Linked DNA regions of Sus scrofa: region 1 is linked to region 2. The links are chromatin contacts, called in public Hi-C maps. All regions are on one chromosome and are shown on one strand. The core of a region is the stretch at or near the end of the contact, and the rest is flanking DNA. Distances in the headings are between cores, read along the strand shown. Region 1 overlaps SIPA1L2 (signal-induced proliferation-associated 1-like protein 2). Region 2 overlaps SIPA1L2 (signal-induced proliferation-associated 1-like protein 2).

Evidence for each region. A called contact is a pair of places that touch in the nucleus more often than the background predicts.
Region 1: a contact with region 2 is called in a Hi-C map of fetal heart ventricle, with 1.9 times the contacts expected there. The contact joins two enhancer-like sites. A contact is called at or near these places in 1 of 5 promoter capture datasets (fetal skeletal muscle) and 2 of 47 Hi-C or Micro-C datasets (fetal heart ventricle and liver).

Annotation. Positions count from the first base shown.
Region 1 is chr14:58,269,633-58,274,881 of Sscrofa11.1, forward strand. SIPA1L2 (signal-induced proliferation-associated 1-like protein 2) reads left to right here. Exons shown (of 25, transcript XM_021073824.1): 9 at 746-849. Among named protein-coding and RNA genes, the nearest start is that of SIPA1L2, 160 kb to the left of the region's middle. Within about 2 kb of position 3,004, at least 4 of the 83 cell types and tissues checked have an H3K27ac peak or open chromatin away from gene starts, as enhancers often do.
Region 2 is chr14:58,127,453-58,132,867 of Sscrofa11.1, forward strand. All of the region lies in intron 2 of SIPA1L2 (signal-induced proliferation-associated 1-like protein 2), which reads left to right. Among named protein-coding and RNA genes, the nearest start is that of SIPA1L2, 13 kb to the left of the region's middle. Within about 2 kb of position 2,944, at least 29 of the 83 cell types and tissues checked have an H3K27ac peak or open chromatin away from gene starts, as enhancers often do.

The DNA.
Region 1 (5,249 bases), core at 1,754-4,253, 140 kb after region 2:
TCAAGTGCGCAAGAATAGCTAAGAATTAACTGTAGGAGTTCCCGTTGTGGCTTATCAGTAGTGAACTCAACTAGTATCCATGAGGACGTGGGTTCGATGCCTGGCCTCGGTCAGTGGGTTAAGGATCCAGTGTTGCCTTGAGCAGACGCAGCTAAGATCTGGCGTTGCTGGGGCTGTGGCCTAGGCTGGCAACTGCAACTCCAATTCGGCCTCTAGCCTGGGAACCACCATATGCCATGGGTGCGGTCTTAAAAAAAAAAAAAAAAAAGGAATGAACTGTAAACACACACATGCATGCACATGCACAGGATGGAACAAGGCCGACTTCCAGCTAGCTCAGACCCTGCTAAGGATTGCACCCAAGCCTGTACCAGGCCACACCTCCAGCTTCTTTCCTCCTCCGCTCACCCGTAATCCTCCTGGCAGAAGCATCTTGCTGGACATGGATTGGCCAGATCAGTACTGGGAAGGCAAGAGTGTAGGAGAAAAGACAAGAGAAGCTGTGTGTTCAGGAGAAAGCACATGGGCGAGAGCCGCTGAGAAAACCGCAAAGGCCACGGGCATGGGCTGGAAAGCGGTAGAAACACTGCCTGGTGAGGTGGGGCAGGTGCACCACCACGACACTGATCCTTTACCACTGGGCGGTCTGCTTTTTTCAATTGAATTGCCTTGTGTAATAATGACCTTCTAAATGTGAATTGCTCATTCTGCCCTTGCCTAACTTGTACCCGATTTGTGTTGCTAGCTGATTCTACTGGAACGCACTCCCTGTACACCACGTACAAAGACTATGAGCTCATGTTCCACGTGTCCACCATGCTTCCCCACATGCCCAACAACAGGCAGCAGGTACGTACGTCCTATGGCCCCTCCGTTCAAGGCAGATGAACCCTTAGCGCTGCCTTCCATGGGCCTGGCGTTCTGAGAATTTGCAATGAATCATTAATGTTCTTTTCCTCGAATGGCATGAACAGTCATTGTTTCATCATTTGGAACCATTTAGGCTTGAAAAGGAGTCTTATGGCACGGGTTGCATTGCCCTTTTTTTCAGACAAAACTTAGAAACTCTTTGATGCTCACCTGGATCGCTCGCCAGGTAAAATCTTAAGGGGAACCATTGTCAACTGTGTTAATTACAAAAGGGTCAACTATGTAACCTGAACTTGGGTTTCTGCACGTGGGTGCATAACTTATTTCTAGAAAATATTGTAAGAAAGAACCGTATAATTCATTTGTGCCGTTCTTTAATTTCAGGGGGTTTGATTGTTTTGGGGTTAAATCCAGAGTTAAAGCAAACTTTGTTTTCCTGCTTAGAAAACGTAGTTTTCCTGAGATCACTTAATTGCACTTCTTTGACCTAGATGAAAACATTGAGGACTGCATAGTATTTGTCCAGTAAGCATTTGAATGAATGTCAAATGAATGTCAAATGAATGAAACTTAATTGTCGCAGAGAACTTTTTCTTTCTTTTTTCCTTTTTTTTTTTTTCCTGAATGCTCATGAAATTCAATGAAAATAGTCAGAGGATACATTTTTTTCAAAGAGACCTCTTGCCTTGTTCCCAGGTTGCAAGAACCACCTTAGATCCTGCAGCTGGGAGGGGAAAGAGGCCTCTGACCCCCAGCCCAGCTCATCACACTTGGAGCTGCAGCTCCTCTGTTCACCTTCCTCGTGGTAATTGCTAGATGGGAGCGGTTTCCTACCTAACACTTAACCTTATTCCCTTGTCCTTCCTGTATTTTCCAGTGTTTTCTAATAATCAGAGCTCTGCCCATTCCCACAGAGAACCTGTCTTTTGATCACATATCTGTATGTTTTTTATGAGATGGAGGCACAATCCTTCCATAACATGTATTTTTTTTTTCTTTTTAGGGCCACAGCTGCGGCATATGGAAGTTCACAGGCTGAGAGTCGATCCACAGCCACAGCAGCACGGGATCTGAGCCACATCTGTGACCTACACCACAGCTCGAAGCAACACTGGATCCTTAACTCACTAATCGAGGCCAGGGATCGAACTCACAGCCTCATGGATACTAGTCAGGTTCTAGTTACTAGAACAGTAATTCAAATTGTGATTTTATAAGTGCTTTGTACCTGGCTTTCTTTCACTGAAACGACCCCTGAAAAGTCCTATGCACAAAATGTGGATGGAAGGATGGGGGATGGGGAGTGGGGTACATGGGTGTTTTCAACTTCCCATAAAGGAGATTTTTTGAAACTCCCAGCACATTGAGATTATACATTACAAACTGTAGCCTAGAGACTCATTTGGTTCCATTTTTGTTTTTCTTTTTTAACTTGAGATTCCATGGCATTGACTAAGTTATGCTGGTGGATTAGAGGTGGAAAACTGTAGAAAACGGTTTTGCTTTTTGAATTGCTCTTGCTATATATGGCATGTATATGATCTTATATATGGTTCATTGGGAAATCTATACATTGAGCATAGGATATGGACAAGTAATGATTAGATAAAGGAGGTGAGTATAGGGTGGAGGAAAGAGCCAGTGGACTTGCATTCCGGATCTTTTACAAGCAGTCACTTGCCTTGTGGCCTGGGGTCAGAGTCTTAATCTCGTGAAATTTGATTATAGAAGTTCTGTTGTGGCTCAACAGAGACAAATCTGACTAGCATCTATGAAGACACAGGTTCGATCCCTGGCCTCGCTCAGTGGGTTAAGGAGCCGGCGTTGCCATGAGCTGTGGTGTAGGTCGCAGATGCGACTCAGATCTGGCATTGTTGTGGCTGTGATGTGGGCTGGTGGCTACAGCTCCGATTTGACCCATAGCCTGGGAACCTCTATATGCCACGGGTGTGGCCCTAAAAGACAAAAAAAAAAAAAAAAGAAAAAAAGGGAAGAAATTTGACTATAGAGTGAGGACAATGTCTAGATGGCCACCAGGAGTGGGGGGTGGGGGGTGGGGGCGAGATGCCTAGAGTGCTGCACTGAGAAGGATTCAACATCCAGACTCAGGCAGAAGGAACTTTTGAGGTGCCTTCTGAGGATTTATAAGTGGGGACATGTGACACACAGGAGCTGTACTTGGGCAGGATGGTACATGAAATCTCTCGCCTGCTGTCAGAACTCTGGGATTCTAGGGCTTCATTACAGCTTCCTCCTTCTAGGTTGGCAAAAAGCTTCAGCAGAAAAAGGTAGTTGTTAAGCACAAAAATTCTGAAACCACACATCCTAGAAATGAATCCCAGCCACCAGCTAATTTTGTGACTCAGGCACAACTTTCTATGCTTTGGTTTCCTTTACCACTGAAGGCAGAGACTTTTACCTCTTTTCTTTGCCGAGGTGTCCTGGGTACCTAGAACCACACCCAGAATGTGCTAAGTGGTCGATGAGCATTCGTTGAGTGAATTAACGAACCTTTTCTTAGCTAGTAGTTAGAATTAGATGAGTAGAAAGCACTTAAAATTGTATCTGACCCAGAGTATGCCCGGTGTGTTTTAGCTGTAATTATTATTTCATAACTTATGAGATATGAAGAACAAGTAATTTAGATTGACTTAATTTGCTTCTTATCTTTCTGTTCCTGATCCTAAAGCTCCATCATGAAAAGCTAAGACCTGGAGTTCCCTGGTGGTACAGTGGGTTAAGGATCCAGGGTTGTCATTGGAGCAACCCAGGTTGCTGCTGTGGCTCGGGTTCAAGCCTTGGTCCAGGAACTTCCACGTGCCATGGGTGTGGCCAAAAAATAAATTAAAAATAAAAAATAATTAAAAAAAAAAAGCCAAGGCCTGAGTAGTTAAGAAAGTAAGGGACTAATTTCAGTCATTTCAGAAAGTTCTTTTTACCTTGACATTTAGTATTGTGCTGATCCATGGAGTTCCCACTGTGGCTCAGTGCTAATGATCCCAACTAGTATCCATAAGGATGCAAGTTTGATCCCTGGCCTTGATCCATGGGTTAAGGATCTGGCATCGCCATGAGTTATGGTGTAAGTCACAGAGGAGTTTCAGATCCTGAGTTGCTGTGGCCATGGTGTAGGCCGGCAGCCACAACTCTGATTTGACCCCTGGCCTGGGAATTTCCGTATTCCACAGGTGCAGCCCTAAAAAATAAAAATAAAAATAAAATATTATGCTGATCCTGAGCTGTCATCAGGTAACTGTTCACAGGTCAGCAGTGGCTCTCTGCAGTCTTAGAACCTGTACTTTCCAGATCGGCTGTGGGTTATGCTCCTCTTGCTGGATTTCTCACCACCCAACCTGTGCCCTCAAACTGTGTAAATTCCAAGGGCATCAGGGTCTGAAGTGACCCTCTGGGTTCATGACTGCTGCCGAGGCCACAGAACTTAGCAGCGTTAACTGGTCTCTCCCTGAATCTCTGCCCCGACTTTGGCCTCATTGGCACTCCGTTTTTGGTGACTATTTAGCTGGCCCAGACACGTCCACCTCAGATATAATTTCTTGGGTTTGCTCTTGTAATAAATCAAACCGAAAACTAATTCCAGGATGTCTTCAAAGTCTTTAGAGAGTTCACCACAGTCGCAGGAGAGTTCAGTCTTTGGAATGTCTGACTCTTGCAAAGAAAACGCAGCCAGACTGGGGGGATGATAAGGAAGCCTGATCTGGGAGTGCTGGAGTGTTTGCCCTCCTCCCCCATCTCCCTCTGGGGCTGTTTGGCAGTCTGTCCACTTTTCCCAGGGCCGCCTCCCCTGCAGCTTTCTCCTGCCAGTGCTACCGACAAAGCAGAGTTAAACTCTCATGGGTTCTTATCAGTGACAGGAACCCCACAAATTAGCCTCATACTTCTCTGGGCAGAAAAACTTTATCTTCAAACTAAGTATGTAATACAGAGGTAGCAGGGCTCCTGCTGGCACACTGTAATCTCTCTCTCTCTCTTTCTTTTTTTTTTTTTTTTTTTGCTTTTCAGGGCCGTACCTGTGGCACATAGAAGTTCCCAGGCTAAGGGTTGAATCAGAGCTACAGCTGCCTCTCCACACCACAGCCCTAGCAATGCAGGATCTGGTCATGTCTGCAACCTACACCACAGTTCATGGCAACACCAGATCCTTAACCCACTGAGCAAGGTCAGGGATTGAACCCCAGTCCTCATGGATACTAGTGGGGTTCATTACCACTGAGCCACAATGGGAACTCCTTTTTTTTTTTTTTTTTTTTAATGCACGTGTAAAGTTAGAACTGCTCCCCTTGGCAGGGGTCCATGGATGTTCCTGAGGAATCAGACCAAAGTTTCTGACATTCTGTCTGAAAAATACTGGGCTTGACATC
Region 2 (5,415 bases), core at 1,694-4,193:
AAGGACAAATGGAGGTTCCCAGGCTAGGGGTCTAATTGGAGCTGTAGCTGCTAGCCTACGCCACAGCCACAGCAACTCAGGATCCAAGCCAAGTCTGCAACCTATACCGTAACTCACGGCAATGCCAGATCCTTAACCCACTGAGCCAGGCCAGGGATCGAACCTATATACCCATGGATTCTAGTCGGGTTCGTTAACCACTGAACCACGACGGGAACTCCACTCTGGGTTCTTTTTCTTTTTTTTTCTTTTTAGGCCACACTTGCAACATATGGAGGTTACCAGGCTAGGGGTCGAATCGGAGCTGCAGCTGCCAGCCTGCACCACAGCCACAGCCACACCAGATCTGAGCCATGTCAGTGACCTACACCACAGCTCATAGCAACTCCAGATCCTTAATTCAATGAGCGGGGCCAGGGATCAAACTCTCATCCTCATAGATACCGGTTGGGTTCTTAACCTGTTGAGCCACAAAGGGGAATTCTGTCCCAGGTTTAAACATGAAAGAACTGTGTATCTTGGCTTTTGTTGACCTAAGTAAGTGTTGTCTTAAGGTTCTCATTATTTCTATGTAAATGATCTACCCAAACAGCCTTTTACTCCTCATTTTTATATCTTTTCTGGGTCACTTACAATGACCTGTCATTGAACCCTGATATCAAACTGATAAACATGGGGAAGTAGTTTGGGAAGAGGATGACTGCGGAGTTCCATCTGCTCTATCAGGACCTTTACAGCCCCTGAGAGGGGTGTGGTTCCGGGGAGGGTGGGCACCCGGAGCGAGAGGCTGTGCTCTACACCTTTCCCGGTTCCAAAGTCTCATCCCTGCTGATTAGGGCTGGGTCTTACTGGGGTCAGAGGAAGCCGCAGTTCACTTGGAAGCCTGGTTTGGACCCATTAATACAGATAACGCTCTCTGAATTGTGCCACTTTAGCTGTTGTCTTTTCTCTCTCTATCCATTAGCCATGATCATTTCTGTAGAAAGTAATGATTTTTAAAAACCTGTCGGTAGTATATTGGACACCTTCTGTCAGTTCAGTCCTTTTCATTTGAGGATGGCAGAGTATGTGAGACAATTACTTGTGCCTTAAATGTAGTAGGTACACAGTTTAAATTTTACAGGTGGGGAGTTCCCGTCGTGGCTCAGTGGTTAAGGAACCTGACTAGCATCCATGAGGACACAGGTTCGGCCCCTGGCCTCACTCAGTGGGTCCAGGATCAGCTGTTGCTGTGAGGTGTGGTGTAGGTCTCAGATGCAGCTGGGATCTGGCATTGCTGTGGCTGTGGTGTAGGCTGGCAGCTGTAGCTCCTGTTTGACCCCTAGCCTGGGAACCTCCCTCTGCCTCTGGTGGGGCCCCAAAAAGACAAAAAATAAAATGAAATAAAATAATTTTATAGGTGGGAGTCTTTATCTTACTACCCTGACCTAGTACTAATTCCTGTATTAGATAAATTCAGGGGGCATCATTCTAACCCCTGCTTGTTTAAACTCGGCCATTTATGGGGTTCCCCTTGTGGCTCAGCATGTTGAGAATCCTCCATGAGGATGCAGGTTTGATTCCTGGCCTTGCTCAGTGGGTTAAAGGACCCGGTGTTGCCGCAAGCTTCGGTATAGATTGCAGATGCGGCTCAGATCCGGTGTTGCTGTGGCTGTGGCATAGACCTGCAGCTGCAGCAGCTCCGATGTGACCCTTAGCCTGGGAACATCGTATACCACAGGTGTGGCCCTACAAAGGAAAAAAAAATGGCATTTAAGGTACACTGTGATGAGAGTGGTGGGCTAGGCTGAGAGATTAGCCCAAGTAACAGTAAAATCACCTAATCACCAACAGTTTTGTTTATTGGAGGGCCTTTGCAAGTCATTTGCTTGGAATGATGGATTTGTTTTCCTCTTTTAAAAAGTTTTCAATGATGAGAGGAGTGGGTGAGGGGGGCTGATGTTTTTGACTTAGCCACCAAATCAGGAACCAGGGAGAGACCTCCCTAAGGGGGGACTTAAACAAGCTGTTGAGCTTGAACATTCATTTCCTGTCTCTCACGGGTTGACCCAGAACCTTCGAAGGCTGATGGGATTAGCCCCCTGTACTGATGTGAAAACTAAGACTTAACATGAGAACACATGTGGTTCTCTGAATATTAGCTCTTAGAGTTTAAACCAGTCTCTTTGCTCCCACTGTGGGGCCCCAGATGCCTTGTGAGGTCCTGTTGTTCTCAGTAAATCATAAAAGGAATGGGAGTGGGGAGAAGGAAGAGGGGTGAAGAAGGTGCATGCTGAGGTAAATGCCAGAATGATCCCCCCACTGTCCCTGCAGATGGGAAGTGGTGCCGGGGCTGGGCTAAGGCGCTATTGTTCTGCTCTAACAACTGCCCTGTTCTTTTAGCCCGTGGATCCTCTGTTCTTCAAGAGAAACGTTGTAGTTTGCAGTGAGGTAGCAGTTCTGCTGGTTGAATCAGGTCCTCTGGGCTTTGTTGGGAAGCAAGAGGGCTCTGCTGTGATCCTGCAGAGAAAGAACGTTTCTTTAAGCTCCTGCATCTTTGCCAGGATGAAAAAGGAGTATAAGAGGAAAACAATTTTTTTGTTTTGCATTTATCCTTGGCTAGATTTGCATAATCTTTGTTTAAGTCAGTTGAATTGTGAAGCCCTAAATACATTTCAGGCGTTTAAATATTTAAAAGGATTCATCCACAGCACTTTACTCACCCAAAGCATAAGTGCTTACAACAATGAAAATAACCCCCTCGCAGATGCCGCCCGCACTGGCTCTGCTCACCTTGTCACCGAATTATAAAACATTAATAGCGAAGCCAGAATGGGAACTGTCATGGCAATGCTCTGCTGGCTCTGTTCCAAAATATTGTTTCCCTGGTAGAGAAAGCAGGACAATTTGTTTAAAACTGGCAGTCAGCCAGTCAAAAAGCTCTGACGCAATCAGAGCAGTAACTACTTTGCTCCTACTGCTAATTTTAGGCCAGTTAAATCTGGGTGATGTCTGATGGCTGCTGTGGTGTGCGTCTGGCTATGTGGCACTTTCTAAATCCAGCCTCTTCGCCTGGCATCCTAACTCACAGCTCTTTCCCAAAGGAGCCTAGGGAGCCTAGGATCCGGGGATGGAGCGAGGGGTGGGCCCTGGGAGGGTTTGGGAGGCACTGCCTTGCATCTGACTACGTTCTTCGTCATTTCATCCACAAGCACCTACCTGCAGGTGTGCCTCCCCCACCCCCCACCCCCACCCCCACCCCTGCCTCCTGTGAGCAGCCTGGTGCCCCTGTTCACTCCTTTCCCCTCCCTCCCTGCCAGTGATCACAGCTTCAGCACTGAACTTTTACCTTCTCCTTTTCTGGCAAAGGTACAATCAAGGAGAAAGGTGAGCATTCAAACAAAAATGAAAACATTTGGAGTGCCCCACGGAAGAGCCTTTCTTTGCTGTAGCAGGAGGTGGAGGTGGCGAGAGGGCTTGGAGTAGTTAAGTGTCCGTGTCCCGCTGCTGTGCTTCTAGGGCCTGGAGTTTGAGCCAATTTTGTTTTTATCTGTCTGTCTATCTACCTACCTACCTGGGAGTTTTATTGGAGTGCAGTTGACTTACAGTGTTGTGTTAGTTTCAGGTGTACAGCAAAATGAATCAGTTATGCATGCACGCATATCCATTATTTTCCAGACTCTTTTCCCATATAGGTTATTACAGAGTATTGAGTAGAGTTCCCTGTGCTATATGAAGCCAATTTTTGGGTTTTTTTTTTTTTTTTTTTGTCTTTTTAGGGCCGCACCCAAGGCATATGGAAGTTCCCGGGCTCGGGATTGAATTGGAGCTACAGCTGCTGGTCTGCACCACAGCCAACAGCCACACGGGATGCGAGCTCATGGCCATGCCAGATCCTTAACCCACTGAGTGAGGCCAGGGATCGAACCCACATCCTCATGCATACTAGTCGGGCTCATTACTGCTGAGCTATGATAGGAACTCCATGAAGCCAGTTTTAAAATGGGGACACTGGGCCCCACAGTCTCTAGTCTCTTTCCACTCTGTCACTCTAGTTTCTGAGTTAGCAGAGGGTGCCTGAGGGTGTGAGACCCTGGGGGCAGGGACCTGGTCACTTCTCAGTCCTCTGGCCCAGGGAAGTATCCAGCACAGTCAATGAATGAACCAACTCAGTGTCTTAGGCCTCAGAGAGACCTTCAGGTTATCCTGGAGTCAGTCTTCTTCATGGTCCTCATTCATAAATGTGAAAAGTCAAACCCTCAAAAATATGAGACTGTAAGAGAATGGTGTGGTGCCCAGGCCTGCTGTCTTTGATAGAATGGGCTACCTGTGAGGTGACGAACTGATGGCCTGGCTGATGGCCACGCATCCCATGTACTAGAAGATTGCTATGTACCCGAGACCCTTGGACACCCATGGGCACTATAGCTTCTTTCAGAGGAAAGACTCTGTGGGTGGTGGTGAGGATGGTGGATGGGCATAATCAGGAGAACACTCAGGGCAAAGGGAGGACCTGAGTTGGGCTTTGGAAAGTGGTCTGGGTTTGAATTTTCATTGAAGGGCTCTTTTATGCAAGGCTCCTCCTGGCTCTGTATGGGACCTGCAAATACAAAGAAATACAAACAAAACTCTCCCTGTGGTAACTCTTCCCTTGCTCATAGGACTGTCGCCATCAACTTACTGTGCCTAAAACCAAATTCAGATCCTAGCCTGCTTTAGGTTTTGCATCCCCCAAACTGGATTTTTTTTTTTTTTGTCTTTATTTTAGGGCTGCCCTGAGGCATATGGAGGTTCCCAGGCTAGGGGGCAAATCAGAGCTATAGCTGCCAGCTTACACCACAACCACAGCAATGTGGGATCCAAGCCTCCGATGCGACCTGCGCCACAGCTCATAGCAACGCTGGATCCTTAACCCACTGAGCAAGGCCAGGGATCAAACCTGCATCCTCATGGATGCTAGTCAGATTAGTTTCCACTGAGTCACGACGGGAACTCCACCAAACTGGATTTTATTAACAAAAGCAACACCAAGAGACATGGTGGACAGCATTCTCGGAGTGGAGACTAACTAGTCTATCATGATAGAGAGTCTGATTTTTCCCCCCATTGTAATTTGCTAAAGGTTACAGAGTGTGTCTGTAAACCTAAAGGGGGAGATATTTTGGATCCATCAGAGATGGAAGGTAAACATTTTTAAAAATTGAGATACCCACCATGTGCCTTCTGCAAAGTATTAACATTTCGCTCTATTTGCTTTAAACATATCTATCCATCTCTGTCTACTCATCAGTCCCTCTTTTTTTTTGCGGGGGGACAGTTTGCATTTCAAAATAAGTAGCACACATCACTGCACTTCACTGCTGAACACTTCAGCATACATATCATAAATGAGTTTAAAACTTTTAAATACTTTTTGGAGGCAAAATGGATACAATG